2 separate regions of the Triticum aestivum genome follow, and region 1 is linked to region 2. Evidence: chromatin contacts called from public Hi-C data. All regions are on one chromosome and are shown on one strand. Each heading gives the region's core, a stretch centred on a gene start, on an enhancer-like site or on the middle of the called end of the contact. The rest is flanking DNA. Distances are from core to core; before and after follow the strand shown. Region 1 has its middle 17 kb from the start of LOC123097817. Region 2 has its middle 93 kb from the start of LOC123097817.

The links. Hi-C and Micro-C count contacts between places; a contact is called where the count stands out from the background.
Region 1: a contact with region 2 is called in a Hi-C map of leaf, with 3 times the contacts expected there. The contact joins two enhancer-like sites. A contact is called at or near these places in 2 of 5 Hi-C or Micro-C datasets (both in leaf) and 1 of 1 datasets of contacts at active chromatin or transcription factors (leaf).

The regions. Positions count from the first base shown.
Region 1 is chr4D:345,494,706-345,497,405 of IWGSC CS RefSeq v2.1, reverse strand. No RefSeq gene overlaps it. Among protein-coding and RNA genes, the nearest start is that of LOC123097817, 17 kb to the left of the region's middle. Within about 2 kb of position 1,370, at least 2 of the 8 cell types and tissues checked have an H3K27ac peak or open chromatin away from gene starts, as enhancers often do. A contact at or near this core is called in leaf, where this site is marked.
Region 2 is chr4D:345,419,223-345,421,922 of IWGSC CS RefSeq v2.1, reverse strand. No RefSeq gene overlaps it. Among protein-coding and RNA genes, the nearest start is that of LOC123097817, 93 kb to the left of the region's middle. Within about 2 kb of position 1,367, at least 2 of the 8 cell types and tissues checked have an H3K27ac peak or open chromatin away from gene starts, as enhancers often do. A contact at or near this core is called in leaf, where this site is marked.

The DNA of each region.
Region 1 (2,700 bases), core at 121-2,620, 75 kb before region 2:
GGATATAGCTACTGGTGTAACCCGCCCAGGATGGGCCGGGTTACGTTGCGACAGCTCTTCATTCAGAAGCCCAAGGATAGATTAAGGATGGCGGTTTAGTAATGAGCCTAAGGCCCAGAGGCGACTTAAGGCTTGTAGTGTTAAACCGCCGTTATGGCATGACTTGTAGTGTAAGGCAGAATAGTTAAGAGTCCGAGCCGGACATTGTTTATGAGCCGGCCGGGACTCTGTGAGCCGCTGGGCGTTAACCTCTCTATATAAAGGGACGACCCGGCGGTGGTTCAAGAGAGGCAACATCAGATCGATAACCAGGCATATCGGTTTAGCTCCCTGGTCATCGAAACCCTAAGTAATTCCACCTCAACTGGAGTAGGCTTTTACCTTCATCGTAAGGGGCGAACCAGTATAACCCTCGTGTCCTTTGTCCCGTTAAACCCCTTTAAGCTTCCTAGTTGCGATGGCTCCACGACTAAGTCTTTGCATGAGGACATCTGCCGTGATAATTTCACGACACATTTCAAAAAAGTAACACGAGTAACTGATTGCTAGTTACTGCAATAGTTATGTTTTCCCGCTCCTCGTATCTCTCGTTATTATTACTTTTGTTACGGTGCATTGCCTTAGATTCCAGACACTTCTGAAATGTGAACAGAAAATTTGTCCATCCCGAGAGAGCGAAGACTTTTTCCCCGATGCGAACAGAATATAAGGTTGGTCCGAAGGTCACAGTGTGGAATTCAAGTCAACTGCTCCCCGGGCGCACAAAATAGTTTTTCCTTGTAACATCTCTATACATCTGCCGCTGTATTTTAGTTCGCTGCGAGTGCATTATTGTACGGCTTTTCCTGCAGGTTATCATATTTTATGCCCTGCGTTTGGGCGCTTGCAATCTCCATGGCCAACGGAGAGCCTGACCTGAACGGTCGATGCTGAAAGTTGTGATCCAGAAAATCTCTATTTTCTTCTAGTGCCATGGCCATGGGTAGTTTAGTGCTTAAACTATATCCACTCGCCGTAGGCAGGCAGACAGTGGCGTAGTTTTCTACGTATATCATTCCAGCTGGAGTGTTGAACTTCAGAACCACAATTTTTCAGACAGAATCCTGCAGCGAGCCAACACGAAACACCAAAAAAAAATTCCTACCCAGGCCAGGCTTGCTTGCTGGTGAGTTATGTACCACCGGGCTGGAGTGCTGGGCTGACAAGTAACAGTGGCTAAACACACCAGGCTGGCGCGTATCTGATTTAGATCTTCATCACCTCTGAAGGTAGCGTATCCAGAAAGCTTTTGCCCCAGGCAGTACAGTCACTACAGTGACATCGCAAGGTTCAGACTCGAGCCAGGGCTGAGGCGCAGACCCGAAAGTTTCCAGAAGATGGAGTTCGAACCGTGAAGGGCAGGGCAGCTGCTTGCATCCCAAGGAACCTTGGCCCTCACTGTTCCCAGTTCGCCTGGCTATAAAACGGCAGAGACTCTGCGTTCACTCCCCTCACATCGCACACAAGCACAAGCCCACACGCCAACCTTCCTTCACACGCTCCTCTCTCGACCCTTCTTCTTCCTGGCTTTCGGAGCAAGAAGGCGCCAGCAGCCAGCAATGGAGCGGCAGGGCGACTCGAGGCGGCCTCTGCCGAGGCGCGGGCAGGTGAAGGCCAGCATATTCGCGTGCCTCTTCCCGTGCCTCTTCCGCAAGGCGGAGCGGAAGGAGGGCAAGGCCAGGGCTAAAGAAGGCGGCAGCGGCGGCCGCCGCGTCGCGCCCGGTGGTTGATCCGGCCTGGCCCGGCACGTGCCCGGGGAAGGAGAGGGATGGATATATGATGATCTCTGAAGAAAAGAATCAAGAATTGCTGCGGTCGTTCTCTTGGAACGCGAAATGGGGGTGGGCGATTGGGGGTCGGGGTCGCTGGTAAGGTAGGGGGTGTTGGAGGGGAATAACATTTTCGTTTTTTCTGGCTGTATGGAATTCCGTTGTAATTCCGCAGCTTTTGGCGAACATGTGGAGTCCGTAGCCTCGCAGTGATTTGGATCGTTTTGGTGGATGTATGTATGTGTGGTATATACTACTGTACGTAATTGCCATTAGTTGGTGAACTTATCATGAATTTCTAGCCTTTCTAGTGTTGTGCATGGTGTGTGCTCCGGTCTCTGCACTTGAATTTCTTCTCTGCATCTCCGTGGCGAAGTACATTGACTGACTGAACAAGCTCGCTCTCCGCATCTCCGTCGCAGAGTACATGGATTGAACAGGAGCGCTCAGGCTGCAACATCCGTCGTCCCAGACCGTCAGCGTCAGTGTTCAACCGAAGAATAACTACTCCTGCGTTGCATTGTATCGACTGCGTTCGATGCTGACCGGCGCTGATTGGCTGGTGGGCGCACAATCTCCCCCGCTCGCCCCATGAGGCAACGACACCTCAGCATGCACAGTGCCGGCGTGCGGATGAACATCGAGGTGGAGGTGCTTCGCGGCCAAGTCTTCTCCTCCTGCAAGGGCCCTCCGCGGTCGTTGCCATGCCGCCATCAACATCATCCACAAAATTGCTAACGAAAACCTAGAAAGCAGAGGCTCTTTTGGTATCACAGTGGCTGATCCCGGCGAATAAAGCAGAGGGGGGATTTCGCTCTTTGGTGGCGTGCGGCGCGCTTTTGAGCTCATCTCGGCGAGTTTAGTAGTAGTAGCACAAGTTGATCATCGTTAG
Region 2 (2,700 bases), core at 118-2,617:
TCAAGACTGAGCAACATCGCCGCATCTTGACCAATGTTGGTCGCCTCCAAACACAACACCAACTCTAGCTGAACTTCCCTCGTAGAAGCACGATCCACCCTTGATGCCTAAAAGGAGGTGCAAGTAGATGGCGGAACTTGGTTGGTCCACAAAAGCCATCGTCTTGGACTCATCGGCGGTAACATACATTGCGCCACTGAAGATCACCCTGAACAATGGCGAGCACCAGAAGTAGCACAACATAGAACCTCAAGGTTGTTTCTTCAATCGCGATGCTCCCAACAGAGTAGCGACGGTAAAGACACCGCCATCGCGCCGATTCGACTGCAAACCTAGGCTTTCCCTCGAAGACAACTACCAATCCTGAGGGCGAGCGATGGAGATGCCGACATACCTCGGTGACGCCTCCAAGAAGGGGAACGACACCCACGGGGGCTGTCACCGCCAGCCCCGACTGAGTACGGGCAAGAATTTCTTTCGAGTCGCGGCGCGCCTTCATCCTTTCCCACGGAATTGGGGCACACCGTCCAAGTTGACCACTTCGCCATCGCTGCAGCACTTCGCCAGCATAGCCGAGATGTCAGGCCCACCTAAGACCCGCACAAGCAGGAGCACAACCCAAGCACCAGCATCCCTACGGTTGAGAACTCCGACGAGCTCCATGCCCGATCAAGGTTCACTCGGACCTCACACCACAACCACAGCCTACTCCTGGCAGACGCCCGCGCCGCCGCCTCCCAGAGGAATTCGTTTGATTATTTCGATGTAGATGTGTGCAGACAGTGGTGTCATGCATATAGAGCATATGCTGTTTGGACTGTGTGCGTGTGGATGTGTGGCTTCACGTGTTAATCATTTCTATCTTCACGGTCCACGAATGCCACAAACGAATATCCAGGTTCATGTCGGTCTTCTTTTCCCTTTGGAGTCGAGGTTCATGCGCTTCACTCGTCGTTTTCATCGCTAGCTGCCTAGCTCAGTCGTTCGCTTCAAAGATTCACGTGCGACTGACGGACTGAGACGGATTTTCAAGACAAAGAAACGAAGACCGCCATTTCCGGGTCGGATACACTGTACTCGACCGGAGTGATCCACCATGGATCCAGTTTGATTGCTTTGTAGTACCATCGTGGTCCCTCCACGAGCTAGCGTCGCGATCCAGAAGAATTCATTTGTCCCGCCTCTTCTGCTCGTCGCCATTGTTTGTAGGCCCGAGATCTCAGCCTTTTGATTCCTCTTTTGGAAGGTAGCCCGACGCCTTCGGAGCTAAGAAAGCCTTCACATAACGTGAACCTATTGTCATCGTCGACGTCGATGATGCACCCTTAATCTATCCTCGCCAGCTTGCTTATGCTTCGCGTCACCCTCTCCGTGCTTATTTTATCTCTTCACGACAACCTAACACAGCTACTGCCAAGTGCAATGCGCATCCTTCACCCCACCATCCAATCGGACGCAGTGCAGCACGTTCTTATCCTCTACAATCTCTCAGCTCGCACGTGTCCATTGGACGAGCCTGATTTTTTCTGCTCCACAAAAAACAAGGGTGGCGAACGAACTGGCCATAGATAAAAATCATGTCCTCGCCACCTTTAATCCAGAAAATGTGCGTGGCGGTCGCTCTGCGGGCACTGACCCATCATCCCATCCGGCACCAAATATCCCCGCGGTCCAGATCGAATCCACTAGAGCCGGCGCCCGTGACAAGAAAGTCGTTCATGGCCACGTGCGGATGTCACAACCATCGAGACCTACGTACGACAGTCGACAGTGACATGAAAGGAGTGGCGACTAAGGCCCTGTTCGGAACTTGCCCGCTCCACGAAGTTGGGAAGCTGGGTTTTGGCAGCTTCATAAAATTAAGCTAAAGTCTGATCCACTCCCCGAGCAGAGTTAAACGAGCCGAGAGAAACCGAACGCAGCCTAAGAAACGGTAGGTAGCGGTTCCAGATAATTTTTTTGGTAGCTAAGCCGCCAGGTTAGGATCGTTCGAACTGCTATATCGATCGAAAGGAAAAGATGATGCGACCATGGGGAAGCTGATCACGTACGTTACACACTAATTGCAGAGTTGATGCACAAACAATCACGCCACAGACTCACGCCACGTCCATGTATGATGTATGTATGACTCTGCTCTACGTATTCTTTTCTTTCTTCAACTCCTTCATACTCTCTTCTGAAACGTGTACTCTCTTTCTGAAACATAGAACTTCAATACTTGGAACGCACAAATGTTATACGCCTCGTATATACGCGAGAATTCGTATAGGCCCTGTAGTAACAGTATGGGGCTGTGACGTAGCAGCACCACGTCACACGCGATGACGCACATGCCGACATGGAGAACGAGGGAGTTGAGTGCTTCAGTTTTCGTCTCTGTGCCCAACAAAACGTAGAAGGGTAGAATGGTCATACGGAAGAAACGTATACCCATCTCGTATTATACAGTTGTGCCGGGCATACGTATACCACGCGCATGGCCAAAAAAAACGCCACGATCTCGCCCGCCCAATCTTCTCGCCCGCCCCATCTGGTCGCCCGATCACGGTAGTTCCAACTGGCCTATCACCGCCGCCGCGGATCGCCGCCGTACGAACCCCGCCCGACGCCGCCCTCGCTGTCCCAACTTCGTCCGTTGCCGCCTCGCACCGTCATCGTCCGTGGCCGCCTCTCACAGTCCATCCCAACGTCGTCCGT